Regions from separate parts of the Oryctolagus cuniculus genome. Here region 1 is linked to region 2. Evidence: chromatin contacts called from public Hi-C data. All regions are on one chromosome and are shown on one strand. The core of a region is the stretch at or near the end of the contact, and the rest is flanking DNA. Distances in the headings are between cores, read along the strand shown.

Region 1 (7,049 bases), core at 3,961-6,460, 55 kb after region 2:
GAACCCCGTTCTTATCCCCGCTTTCTGCCAAAGAGGGGCAGGGTGGCAGCCCAGCCCGGGGCTGGGGTGGTGAGGTAGTGGGGCTGGGAAGGCATCCACTTTGCAAGGCAAGATCACAGCACATCTTCCCAGACCGTGAAGGGCCCGGGTGGGTGGGGCTTCGGAGACGACGCAGGGCGTCTCCCAGGAGCATGTCACTTCCTATCCCTGGCCTCAATTTCCTCAGGGGAGCTCTTCAGAGACTGTGTTTCTGCCTGCTTTGCTGCCCCAAGCCCCGCCCCAGCTCTGCCCCGCAGCTTCACCACGCAGTTGAGACTCACGGGAGCTGCACTGGGCCCCGAAGAATCCCGGCGGGCAGCGACACAGGCCTGGCTTCACGCATACCTCGCCTTCCCTGCAGGCATCCGGCCCCTCGCAGATGGCTGAAAAATACCCCACCCAGGTCACCACGACTGGAGCACTCACCACCAGGGGATCTCCGCCCGCCCCTCTCGCTGGCTCCCAGCGCCCTGTGCCCCTCAAGAGTCACCCTGGTGGGGCCAGAGGCACACGTCCCAAGACGGACCCCGGTTCTAGGGCTCAGGTGTGGAAAGCGGCCCCAGGAGGGCAGGAAGGGAGCTCCCTCCTCTGCTACTCACGGATGGTGCATTCGTGATCCTTTTGCCTCCAGCCTGGGCAGCACTGGAGCTCAGAGGGGCTGTGGATCAGAGAGGGGTCAGCAGGGGCAGCCTGGCCCCACAAAGATCACTGTCCCTGGCCGAGGTGTGGCAGGCGGCCCCAGTCCCCCAGGGCAGCCTAACGGAACGTCACAGTACTCATGTCCCCCACCTCCTCCCTTGTTTTTCCTGCCACCCACCAGGCTGCCCCCCAACCCTCTCTCATCAGCCCCTAACCTCCTCCCTGTCTCCTTCCCCAAATGCCTCAACACCAGCTCAGCCGCCTCCCCCCTCCTGTCCCGTCACACCCACCTGCTGCCCACACAGACGTGCTGCCCACCGGGGTCCAGCGGGGAGCCCTGGGGTCCCCAGGGCCAGAGCAGCAGCAGTAGGAACAGCAGCCCGAGCCCCATGGCGGCCAGTGGAGTGGGAGGACTCCGGTTAATCTGGCCCCCACAGCTCCCAACCCCCCCCCCGCCCCGCTTCCTCCCAAGGCTTTTCCTGAGGAAACCAGGCCGGCTGGGTAGGCTGCCACGAGGCACCTCCCAGGGAGGGCGGCCGGGCGTCTGGGGAAAGCCCCGCGTCTCAGCCCTGAAAGGAAGGCGGGTGGGGAGGGCCCCGGGGGGCTTCTGGGGCTGGTCTCCATCTAGAGGGGGCCAGAAGCCACGGGTCCCGGGGCATGGGGCAGAGGCGAAAGGGTAGGGCTGCGGTGGGAGCCAGGGCTGCCCATTAGGCCACACTCCCCAGGCAAGGTCCCCACCCAGGCACTGGCCAAAGAGCCCCCGGGCGGAATGTCGGCCTGCCTCTGCTGCCGGCGGCTGGGAGGGCGGCGGGCCGCTGACACACAGACAGGAGCCATTTCCGGATGGTAGGGCTTTATTCCATTGGCTCAGGCCCTCTGGGAAACTCCCTGGGAGGAAGGAAGACAGTTCTCTCTATTGCAGGGGTGGCCGCGCAGGCACCGGAGAGGAAGCACTTTTCCCCGTTGCTCTGGAAGCTCGGTGCAGAGGTGGAGGGGTGGAGGCAGGTGGAGAATCCCCGGTGCAGGCCGGGATCAGGGAAGAGTTCCAGACAGGCTGCGAAGGAGGAAGCTGTCTCACGGGCCATCACACATCCGCCCCAGCCAGGCCCCAAAGCCAGGCCTCCAGGTGGGCTGAGGCCCAGGTCAGAGCGGCTGCCGCAGAGCAGAGCAGGGCTGGTCGGGGGGTGGGGGCTGAGGGCCCCCCAGAGGCTCCACGTGGGGTTGCTGAGGGGCCCCTTCTTCTCCAGTGCTGCTGGGCTCAGGTGTGGGGGTCTCGGCTTTATCCCGGTACCACAGGCCAAAGCTGAGGGAGAGCCAAGAGGTTCTTTGAGCCGGGAGGCCAGAGAGTCAAGGATTGGGGCTGAGAGCAAGGAGCGAAGAGAAAAGGACTTCAGATGGATGCCGGGACGGCACAGATGGTGGGGCAGCGGGGGGAGGGCACGCGGGGCAGGGAGGGGCACAGAAAACCCGAAGCCCCTCCTTCACTCCCCAACATACAAACTCTGGACTCTGGACTCAGCGGGTGCAGGCTGCTCTTCCTTATCGCCGGAGAGCAGGAGCCAGGAGCCGTCCTCGTCCTCACTGACACAGGGGGGAGAGAGGAGAGGGCCATGTATCAAGGGCCCGGGCAGCAGCGGGCCAGCACTGAGTGACCACAGCGCCCCCAGGGCTGGCGACCTGGTGACCCTGGGGAGACACAAGGCCTCTCTTTTTTATTTTTATTTGAAAGGTCGAGAGACAAAGAGACAGAGAGATCTGCCTTCTATTAGCTGACTTGCAGCAGGCCAAAGCTGGGGGCCGAGAACTTAATCCAGGTCTCCCACCTGGGTGGCGGGGACCCAATCGCTTGAACTGTCACCTGCTGCCTCCCAGTGCATTAGTGGGAAGCTGGATCAGAAAGCAGAGGAGCAGGGACTGACAGCCAGGCACTCCCGACAAGGGATGAGGGTGTCCACAAGATGCGGACACACGGCGGGGCCCTGATAAAGCAGCAGCGAGAGTCTCACTCCTCTAAGAACAAATAGACCCAGAGGGCCAACGCTGTGGCGTAGTGGGTAAAGCCCCCACCGGCAGCACCAGCATCCCCTACGGGCTCTGGTTTGAGGCCCGGCTGCTCCATTTCAGATCCAGGTCCCTGCTAGTGGGGCTGGGAAAGCAGTGGAGGATGGCCCAAGTGCTTGGGCTCCTGCACCCACAAAGGAGACCCAGAGGAAGCTCCTGGCTTTGGACCAGCCTGGCTGAACCAGCAGATGGAAGACCTCTCTCTCTCTCTCTCTCTCTCTCTCTGGCTCTACCTCTCTCTGTAACTCTGACTTTCAAATAAACAAATAAATCTAAACAGACAGACCCAGCCAAAGCAGTGTGCAGGTGCCTTCTGCAAGGCGTGCAGGCAGCACTGGTGGAGTCCAGAGAGAAGGGTGCAGGCTGGAGGGCAGGCTCGGGGGCGGCCAGGCCAGGTCAGCAGACCGGGTCTGCTAGGTCAGTAGGCTGGGTCGCGGGGACACACCTGCTCTCTGCTTCCTCTGGTGTCCCCAACATCTTGGCCTTGATCTTCTTCCGCTGCTTCCTGACAGCCACCTTCATGGCTTCAAGCAGCAGCCCGGGGACCCGGTGGTCTGCGAGCAGCTCCCTACAGGACGGGGGCAGGCAGAACGTGGTGGGGCTGCCAGCAGCGGGCCTCGCCCCGAGGGCCCGTGCGAGCTGCCTGTTCCCTGGGGGAGCCCGCAACACCCCCCAGGCCTTAGCCTGTGTGGCACCCCTCCTGGCACAGCTGCTGTGACCTTGGTACCGCCCCTTCCCCTGCTGGGATGGAGTCCCCAGAGGGCAGGGGCTGTGTTGGTACAGGGTCTGGCCAGGTTGCTGGGGTTTGTCAGTGAATACGGGAATGAGGTGGGGGTGACCCGAGGCCAGGAGCAGACACGGGCAGGGCCCTCACCGCTGGAAGTAGGCCAGCTCCTCCTTGAGCAGGAACACCTTGGCTTTGAGCTCATTGCGCTCCTGAAGGATCTGCTCAAGCTCCTGCCTGCTGAAGCCGCACTGCCCTGCCTCCGGGGGGCGCTCTGGCTGCCGTGGGGCAGCGGCCTGCGGAAGAAGCGTGGTCTGGAGGCCCTGCTAGCTCTCCCATGGGCCCAGGGCCATCGCAGGAATGCCAGAGGAAGGGACAGGCAAGGAGTTCTGGGGGACAACGGTGCTACAATAGGTGACAGCAGCTCTCAGGCTGAAAGTGGGGCCGGGCCCGGCTGCAGGTGCAAGCCCCTGTGTGCCACAGTCCGGCTTCTCGGCCGACCTGCGCAGCACAGCAAAGCTTGCCAGTGCACCCACACGGGGCCAGACGCTCTGAGTGCCGGCTTGGGTTGCTGGCTCCCTCCGGCACTCACCGGACTGTCCGGGCTCGCCCGCTCGGGTTCCCGCCTCTGCTCACACCCGGGCTCTCCGGCCTGGCCCTGTTCCCGCTCCTTTGCCAGTTCCGGGGCGTCTCGGTGCGGCACCTCACGCTCCCTCTCCCGGTCCTGGGCGGCCCGAAGCTGGGTCTGCACCGCGGCCAGCTTGTGCCGCAACTCGGCGTTCACCAGCAGGAGGCGTTGCAGCTGCTCCTGCAACTGGGGGCGGAGCCAGAGGCGGGGCCGGTGAGCGGGCGCGGGGAGGGGGGCGAGAGCCCCGCCCCCCACCCGCCGCCCGGTCCCTACCGCCTCAGTCTCTTGGCTGCGCTGCCGCAGGTCGCGGTGGTGCGCCCGGAGCTCGTCCCGCTGTCTGTCCGTCACCTCCTGGAGCTGCTGCAGCAGCGCGCGCTCCTCTGAGGAAGGAGCCTCCTGAGCGGTGGTCGGCGCCCGAGCCCGCCCGCAGCCCGCCCGAGCCTGCACTCACCCTGTGGCCCAGAGCGCAGCTCCCTGCGGAGCAGCGCATTCTCCTCCCGCAGCCGCCGCAGCTCCAGCTCGGCCTGCTGCGCGGACACCTGCAGCTGGGAGGCCCGGGACTCGGGGTTAGGGCCCCGCCAGCCCCACTGGCGGCGAGGGGCGGGGTCAGGGGCTCACCGAGTCCGGCGCAGGCCCCACGGCAGCCTTTTCCAGAAGTTCCAGCGCTCGCACTACGAGTGGCACCAGTCCGGCCGCCGCCTCCGGCCCAAACCGGCGCGCCAGCTCTTGCAGCTCAGTGCCCAGAGCCCCCGCTAGATGGTACACGAGCTCCGCGGCCGTCCCCGACCCCGCCGCCGCTCGAGGCCCCCAGCCTTGTGCCCCTGGCGCCACCCTCCTGGGCTCCATGTCCCCGGAAGGCCCAGGTGGCTATTCGCTCTCCCCCGCCCGCCCCCAAGCTGGGAAGAGGAAAAAGCCAAACAGTTGCGGCCCAAGAAGCAGTTTAGGGTAGAAAGGGGCGGGGTAGAAGAGAGAAGGGAGGAGCGATTCAGGGGAAAAGGCTGGGGAAGACCGTGCTAGGGCCCCTGGGCCCTCTCCCGTTCAACCTTCAAGGTCACAGGAAACAGGACAGCCAACTTCCAGCCAGGCGTCCAGGAGCTGAGGCCCAGGGCTCTAAGTGGCCACTCCAGTCAACCCTCCCCACAGCACCCAGTCCAAGCTCCACCCCTGGCCGCAGTCATGGGGCAGATTTGGCCTCCAGGCAAGAGGTGAGAGGCCAGTCACTGAACCCCACTCAACAAACAGCCCTCTGCCAGCAGCCAGGGCCTGTGTGATCCCCAACCAGGACTGGCAAACAAAGCTTAGGAGGGGGCTAGGCTGGGCACTACAGCCGCAGAGAACAGCTCCTAACCCGACACGGCTCCAAGAGACGTTGAGAAGGGGGGAAGGCTTGCAAGCACCATGGAGGGAAACAAGCTAATTCGGCGGATGCAGTGGGGACGTGGAAGCTCAACCCCACTTCAGGTCCAGTTTAGGGGTAGCCTAGCCCCAGTGCCAGAAGCCAGGCATTTAACAACTTCCCCAGGGCAGCATCCAGCCCTAACCACACCCACAACTGGAGCTCTGGGGCAGGGGAAAAAAGTCCCAAACTCCTATTTATACAAAATTTATTATTATTTTGTTCAGGGTTACAAGCCATCAGGAGGCCAACACCACAATCAAGCACAAGGTACGGGGAAAGGGGGCCAAGCTGCTGAATATCACCAGCTTGTCTGGGGCGGAGAGGCTCCACTGGGCCTCTGCGGATTCCGAAGAGGAGCAGCTGACAACTAGGCGTAGAGGTCCTCGCGGTCGGCAGAGTAGACCTCGCCCTCCTGCAGGAGGGCAAAGTTGAGGAAGTGCGAGGGCCGGTGCACCTCGTGGTAGAACTCTTTGGGGTTTGCCAGCTGCAGCTCATACTTCATGTTGGGGTCATGCCGAACACCTTAGGGGAGAGGAAAACATCCTGTTAACACAGGTCACCTGCCTCACCCAGCTGGGCCTCCGGACCACTGCCAGGCCAGAGTGAAGCCCCGGGTGTCAAGGGCCTAACCTTGTCCTCAGCCCCATCCCGGCTTCCCGGTGCTCCCTGTACTTTCACACACAGACCACGTACCCATAAAGTTGTAGTTCCACGAGGACTGAGCAGGGACCATAAAGAAGCCGAGGAAGCGGTCCGACAGCAGCATCTGGACCCTCTCGTAGTGCGAGGGTAGGTAACCCTTGGGGTTGTTGCCCTTGTCTGTGTTCTGGCGGCCCCACTCGTACCCACTGGGGGTCAGCTTGTAGGCTGTCAGCGTGCAGGAGCCTGGTGTGAAGCTGGTGGGGCGAGGACAGAGTGAGCTCAGGCCACTCTTGTGGGCCCCATCTACAAAGCCCGCCCCGCCTTCAGGGGGCCCAAGCACACCTGCAGGTGATGATAATAGTCTTCTCACCATCCCAGGACGGGTTGTCAGCCATGATCTTAGCATGGGTGGTGACATCCTGGGGTGACAGCTGGGGGGACTCATTGGGCTGAGTGTGGATCCAACCTAAGGGTTCCATCTCCTACAGGTCAAGAGCAGCACAGATCTGTTGAGAACCCCATCTGCAGAGAGAATCCCAGCCCTGGGAGGACCATGCTTCCCCCCCCCCCCCCCCCGCCGCCCCTACCTCGCTAACACAAAGCCCCAGTTCTCCCAGTCCCAAGCTCTGTCCCCACCACGCACCTTGAGGTACTCGTGCTGGGGCAGCTGGCCAGGCAGGTGCACCGTCTGGTGGGTGCCCCACTGCGGTACCATCACGATGCAGCGGATTTCCTTCACCTGGGGGTTATCCGGTGGGCTCACCCCATACAGGTATCCTGCAATCTGGAGATAAGGGGGTCAGGAACCAAAACTACTCTCAGTGCCATTTCAGGTTCCGGACTGGCAGCCCGTATCGTCTTCCCTTTCCACAAGAACAAGCAGTTTCTCAACACGGGGGCAGAACCTCCTGCTTCAG
Region 2 (6,702 bases), core at 1,996-4,495:
AGAGGGTTTGGAGGAAGCCAAGCACCAAGGAACACAGGACTCTCATGGTGAGGGAGACTGAGGCCGGCCCAGCCCCCACACCCTGCTCAGAACCATGGGACCCACAGCGCTTCCTGCGCCTTCCCATCAGGAGCCTGCACGACGGGGTCGGGGGTGGGGTGGGGCAGGCAGTGGCTACTGTGTCCAGCGCCCACCACCAGCCGTGGTCGCTTCTCCTCCCAGGAATCACTCTTCCAAGGGCCCATCAGCCTCCAGGCCCGATTCTACCCAGCAGAGGTCGCCTCACTCCTGAGGATGCTCTTGGCTCCTGGGGCTGAAGCCACCCTGACCCAGAGGCCGGCAGCCCGAGTGGACCTGGTCTGGAGGGTCCTGCATGCTCCAGTGGAAGACCCCCACGCAGGTCCTGCCCCTAGCCGTGAGCAAGCTGCTCCACTTCTCTGGGCCTCAAGCTTGCCGACTGTAGAATAGGCAGGGCAGTGTCTGCTGAACTGCAGTGTTGTCACGACTCCACGGTAACAGGACCTGTCAACTCTACACAGGGCAGAAGCCCCGGCCCCGACGGGGGGTGGTGGTGGTGGTAGCGCCCTCCCCACCTGGCTGGCCCCAGCCTCTGCACCTGCTTCCATTTTGGTGCTTCTGCTCCCATGCACCATTGGCCCCAGCATATATTCCACCCTCGATTCTAGTTTCTCAGTGCCTGTTCCTTCCCACAGAGGGCGACACCTGGCAGCTCCCACTCTGGCCTGGTCTGGGCACTGCTGGGCATGCACAGGTCGCACCTGCCCAACCTTTTTTTTTTAAACTTTTATTTAATGAATATAAATTTCCAAATCACCTGCCCAACCTTGATATTTGTTTCAACTTCGAAGGAACCCCGTCCTCGTCTTCCTCCCAGTGGGTTTGAAGCCCTGGGAAGAGGGAATCACAGCCAGAGGCAAGGCAGGACTCCACACTGTCAGCCAGCGTCCTGGGAGCTCCGGCAGCACCCAGAGCCACAAAGTTGGTGAGCATGGGTACAGCGCTGCAAGTGCTGACTGTGAGAACAGGCTTGATGGAACTCAGCGTCTCCCAGACCTGAGGACAGAACCTGTCTCCTCCCCACGCCCCAGAATAACCATCACCATATCACAGAACTAGTGGGAGATGTGCATCTCGCTCTTTTCGGTTTTGATTGTTAACATGTGAGCAGCCTGAAGCCTGGAGGTTCTGTGGGCAAAAGGTGCTTAACTGTTCCCACGGAGCTGTGTGGGCCACCCCTCCCACGCTCTGTCGTCCCTGCCGCATCCACACTGCTCTGCTCCCTAGCCCGCGGCTCTCCTGGTGTCACCCTCCCTCCTGAGCTCAGGGTTGTGGGACGGCCCACAGGTCACATGTGTAGGAGATGGAAGGGGCTGGGATAAAGGGGGGGGGGGTGCACTTCTGGAGCCTGCACGGGCCCACTGTATTCGGCGGTATGAGAGCAAGGCCTCTCCCCAGGTGGTTGCTACCCCGAGACGTGAGCAGCTGTTTGGGCTGGGGCTTGGCAGTGGCAGCCCATCTCATCCTGCCTGCCTTCACCACCAGGCTCATGGGGCCGTGTACTGACATGCTAGGAGGGGCATCCCTCACTAGGAGCAAAATGGGTTTATTGCTTTATTAAAAAAAAAAAAAAGGTGATAAAACCCAGAGAAAAACAACTAAAAACCTGAAAACCAACCCAGCCCTCTCAGCGCCCCAGGAAGTCTGGGACATTTCTGGGGCAGGCAAAGCGGGTGGGTTGCTGAGAGCCTGGCAGGCCTAGCCTCCCCCATGGAAACAGCTCCTGGTGCTGGCGCCATCTACCAGCAGGGGGCGCTGTGACCCTGAATGAGCCCAGGCCTTGAGCAAGGCTTGGCTCCACGGGTGGGCCCGCTGCAGGCCTGGCTGGCTCCTGTCTGGGAGATACCCAGAGCCCACCCCTTTTACCCCATCCCCGTCTCACGCACACCACATACATACACACACGCACACACTCCCCTCCGCCCCTCCCAAACCTGCTCACCCACATCTGCATCTGGGAGCCACAGCCTTACTCCCATCCCACGAAAATAGCTGTGGGAAGGGGGGCTAAGGCACACCCCTTTATCTCACGTAGGCTGCAGACTGGACTGGGGGTGGCAGTGGAAACGTCTTCCCCTCCCCAGGACACGAGGGGGGAGCTTAGGGAAAACCAGGAGGCTTCGTCCCCAGCTGCTGAGGCTCTGTGTGATCTCCCGCCCTCCGCCCCCTCCCCAGCCTATGTGCTGGGGGCTGCCCCGCTGGCCTTGAATGGGAGGCCAGGCCCTGTGTGTCCAGGCCACAGGGGGCTGGAATCACAATGGAGTTAGCACCAACAACAGGAAGCGGGTCCTTCCTTCCTTAGGCAGCTTCAGACTGGCCAGGGGAGGAGGTGAGGGCCAGGCAAGGGGGTGCAGACAGAGCAAGCTTTGTCCTCAGCGGGTGTGGCTGGTGGGCATGCGGCCGAGGAGCAGGTGGCGGGCAGTGGATGGCGGACTCCTCTGCTTTGGCAGGAGGCAGACTCCAGACTCTGGAGGGCGAACACCTGCCCACAGACAGCACGCGAGCCCCAAGGCCTCAGCCCCCCGGGGCCCCTCCGACAGTGGAGGACCGCAGTCCTGAGCGCTCTCAGGCTCCTCACTGCAGGCCCGGGGCCTGGGCGGGAGCGTGGGTGCCGCCATGGTGAGGGAGAGCATCCTGGGTCGTGGGCCGGCAGCAGGGAGGGCCGAGGCCGGCTCCGTCTGACGGCGGCGGCTACACGAAGGCCTCTCGGTTGGAGGAGCCGTTGATCTTGAGGAAGAGCTTGTCATCCTCCTGCTTCTGCCGCAGCTGCCGCTCCAGCTGGCGCCGGTAGCAGACCAGGTAGAGGGGCAGGCAGAAGCCCAGCATGCTCACCACCAGCAGCCCCACATTTACCTGCGAGGGAGGCAGGGCCATCAGCCATGGCCGGCTCCGTCACGCCATGGCCGGCTCCAGGCCCTCCCTCGCCCCAGCTTAGGGAATGCGATCAAAGTCACAGCGGAGGTCGAACACCGAGAAACACTGACTTCCCCAGCTCTCCTGCCCCCCCTCCCCCAGGCTGGCTCCGTCTCCCGGGCCAGCGGGGCCAGGGTGCGGCTGGGACAGGAACTCTGATCCCCCATTCACAAGGGGCCCTCGCCTGGTTCTAACCGAAGCTCCTAAACCGCCTGTCCCCAGGGCTCCGAAGACCCCTGGGTGAGGCCTCCCAGCCCACGCCCCCGACACTTCTTACCCACAGAGGGTCTCCCTTCAGGGGACCCATCATGGCCAGAAACAGCGGCTGCTGCAGGAGGGCAAAGAGCGCGCTGATCAGAGACTGCAGGCCCGTGAGGCTGCCGAACTGGGTGGAGGGGTACCTGTGGGGACGATGCAGACCCGTCAGTGCCCCCTCGACTTTCTGACACCTTTGCCTCCACCTGGCTGCAGGTGCGCCAGTGCCCCAGGCCGCACCTTTGGGGCCAGAGAAGGGGATGCCAGCCCCTGGCTTGCTTTCTGATGAGCAGGTCTGCCAAGGGCTTCTCTTTCAGACCGGCCTGAGGCCCCAGACTCTGGGGAGGGCTCGCCCCACCCAGATGCGCCCCAGGCCCTTGGGTGTCTGGCTGCGCTGAGTGGAAAGCGTGGTGCCAGCCAGAGTCTGCGGCTTGGGAAACAGGCCCAGGGAGCAGACGGGAGGCCGGGCCCGGCTCCGCAGTGCCCTTATCCAGAGGAGCGTTGTGTAATCACGGAAACTCGGCATCACAGCTCTTGCCTGGCTCCCTCAGGCCCGGCCAGGGCAGCCGCAACTTCCTCCAGGCCTGTGGGAGCGAGGCGGGGGACAGCGGACCTGGAATGACCCCGTGGGATGCTGCTGGGAGAGGGAGAGCTCTGGGCTTCATCTCAGCTGACAGCTCTCACAGAGACGGAGAGACCATGGGCTGACGGTGTTTGGGTTCTAGTTTTGGGGCCAAGCCCTGGGTCAATGGAGGGACAACAATGTAGCCTCTCAGAAAAAGAGGGGGTTGCATTTTAGCCAAGGCCTGAGAAGCCTGCAGCAGAGCAGGGCCCCCGTGGCCAGGTCTGGGCTCAGGTATGCGTGACCCTGCCCCTACCGAGAGCCACCTGGACTGTGACACCTCGCCCCAGGCAACCAGAACCCACCCATCCTTCCCAGGGGGCAGCCAGGGACAGCCCAGGACATGGCTGAGCAGTGGCCCTTGAGGCCATCACGCACTGCCCAGGGGCACTGACCCTGGCTGGGGAGCTGACTTCGTGCTAAAGGCCGAGGCTGGTGAGCACCCAACTGTCTCCAGGCATGGCCTTCCCTGAGCCATCCAGCAGAAGCCCCTGTCCCCTGATTCAAGAAGACAACCCTGCTGGCCTCAGGGCCTTGCTACCACCTGCAGCTTCAGCCTGATCTCCTTGTCCCCGGCAGCCTGCAGGACTTACACGGCAGCATACAGGCCCCCGACGGCAGAGTGGATGAAGCCTCGCACGATCGTGTGCAGGATGAAGGAGAAGATCTGAGGGAGAGCAGAGCGTGAGCAGGAGACCATGGGGCCTCATCTTGTCCCCCGCCCTCCCACCTGCAGTCCCGAGCAACAGGAGCGATAAGAACCCGGAGCTGCCTGAGCCAGCTCTCCAGAGCCAACCTGTGAATTTTAGGACTTTAGTGAGCCAGTTGTTAAGCATAATCTTCTTTTTTTTAAAAAAAAAGATTCATTTATTTATTTGAAAAGTAGAGTTCAAGAGAAAGTCAGGGAGAGGTCTTCCATCTGTTGATTCACTCCCCAAACGGTTGCAACTGCTGGGGCTGGGCCAGGCAGAAGCTAGGGGCCTGGAAGTCCAGCTGGGTCTCCCACATGGGTGGTAGGGCCCAAATACTTGGGCCATCTTCTGCAGCTTTCCTAGGAGCATTAGCAGGGAACTGGGTTGGAAGTGGAACACATAGGACTTGAACCGGGATCCATTTGGGATGCTGCATCCCAACTGACAGTTTAACCCACTATGCCACAATGCCAGCCCCATAGTCATTATTAAAAACTAAATTATACAGGGGCCGGTACTGCGGCACAGCAGGTTAAGCGGCCATCTGGGGTGCCAGCATCCCACGTCGGAGCGCTAGTTCGAGTCCTTGGCTGCTTTGCTTCCAATCCAGCCCCCCGCTGTGCCTGAGAAAGCAGTGGATGATGGCCCAAGTACTTAGGCTCTTGTTACCCACATGTGAGACAGGGATGGTGTTTCCCAGCCTTGGAACCATTTGGGGAGTGAAGAAACAGCAGATGGAAGATCTCTTTGTCGCTCTGTTTTTCCCTGTTTATCTGACTCTGCCTTTCAAATAAAATAGAATCTTTAAGAAAACTAAATTATACAAACTTACAAAGAAATAAGTAATATTAGAACGAAGGTTGGGACTGGCAGTGTGGACAGCAAGGAAAGCCATGGCCTGGGATGCCAGCACCATAGGGGTGCTGGTTCAGCTCCCAGCTGCTCCACTTCCGATCCAACTCCCTTGCTAATGTGCCTGGGAAAGCAGCAGAAGATGGCCGAGTCCTTGGATCCCTGCCACCTTTGTGGAGAACTGGATGGCTCCTGACCTCAACCTGGCAAAGCCCTGGATATTGTGGCCACATGGGGAGTGAACCAGTAGATGAAATCTTTCAAATAAAAAATAACTTTAAAGGAAAAAAAAAAAAAAAACAAAAAAGGTGCCAAATACTCAAAACTCCTCAGTTCCCAAAATGCTTCGCTGTGGCCTTGTCCTGTGGACGCAACTGCGGCCCTCTTCCCACTCCACTATTGGTGGCATTGTGTTGGAGGCTTGAGGTCAGCGTCCGTGGCAGGGAGAGATGTAAGGGCCATGTGCCACCCCAACCTTCACCCCCACGGGACTGTTGATAAGTACGCGTCAGCAGAGCGCTGGGCAGCAGCGTGGGAATCCTGACCTCTGCCTGCCTGAGCACCTGCCCAGAGGCCCCCCTGCCTGGTGGCCCAGCCCTGCCGACTGGTAACCACCATCACACCGAGCAAAGTCTTCCCAGGAAGGCCACTGCGGGCAGGCTCAGCAAGCCTCGGGAAGCCCTTGAGAGGCACAGGAGCAGCCCACGTGGCCCCCAGGACCCTGCATTTGTCCTTTGTACACAGCTCTGCCATCTTGCTCAGCAGCCAGCACCTGCTCCCAGGAGTGCAGGAGCTGCAGGAGGCTGGGGCTGCTCTTGGCAGGGCGGAAAGAGGACCTGCTCAGATGTGCACACCACCACCCCACATACATGCGCGCGCGCGCACACACACACACACACACACACACACACACACACACTTGGGCAGGCTCCCCCACCCCACTTCCAGTGCTTTGTTCTCTTTTCTCAGCTTTGCCTTCGATGAGAACTGAGTCAAACAGGGGACAAGCCTGGACAAGGTGGTCAGGGCAGGGTCTGCCAGTCATGGAGGGAGGGCAGCTCAGCAGGACAGCGAGGCCACCGGGGACGTGACGGTGCTGCCTCCTGGCACTGGTGCAGGTCTTAGATGGCTTGTGGCAGCAGTGTTGGCACAGAGAGGTAACAGTGGCCGTGGGTGTGCACACCTGGGTATTTAACATACCTCAACACCTAGCCACGTGTAAAGAGGCGGGAGCTTGTCTGAGATAACATCTACACTTGGGTTACACCTGTCTGGAAGCAGCGCCATCGC

The links. Hi-C and Micro-C count contacts between places; a contact is called where the count stands out from the background.
Region 1: a contact with region 2 is called in a Hi-C map of skin fibroblasts, with 5 times the contacts expected there. The contact joins the promoter of RILP here to the enhancer-like site in region 2. A contact is called at or near these places in 2 of 6 Hi-C or Micro-C datasets (ear pinna and skin fibroblasts).

Annotation. Positions count from the first base shown.
Region 1 is chr17:47,169,559-47,176,607 of mOryCun1.1, forward strand. RILP (Rab interacting lysosomal protein) reads right to left here and starts at 5,211. Exons shown (of 8, transcript XM_002719046.5): 1 at 4,710-5,211; 2 at 4,543-4,636; 3 at 4,365-4,471; 4 at 4,056-4,277; 5 at 3,614-3,759; 6 at 3,185-3,307; 7 at 2,176-2,259; 8 at 1,515-1,981. The coding sequence starts at 4,937. The coding sequence ends at 1,822. It overlaps PRPF8 (pre-mRNA processing factor 8), which reads right to left. Exons shown (of 43, transcript XM_051824554.2): 40 at 6,776-6,916; 41 at 6,475-6,614; 42 at 6,184-6,386; 43 at 5,679-6,012. The coding sequence ends at 5,858. SCARF1 (scavenger receptor class F member 1) reads right to left here and starts at 1,572. Exons shown (of 11, transcript XM_002718887.5): 1 at 969-1,572; 2 at 639-697; 3 at 321-422. The coding sequence starts at 1,069.
Region 2 is chr17:47,116,981-47,123,682 of mOryCun1.1, forward strand. SLC43A2 (solute carrier family 43 member 2) reads right to left here. Exons shown (of 14, transcript XM_051824561.2): 12 at 4,462-4,535; 13 at 3,269-3,392; 14 at 790-2,931. The coding sequence ends at 2,770. Among named protein-coding and RNA genes, the nearest start is that of PITPNA, 12 kb to the left of the region's middle. Within about 2 kb of position 3,246, at least 2 of the 8 cell types and tissues checked have an H3K27ac peak or open chromatin away from gene starts, as enhancers often do. A contact at or near this core is called in ear pinna, where this site is marked.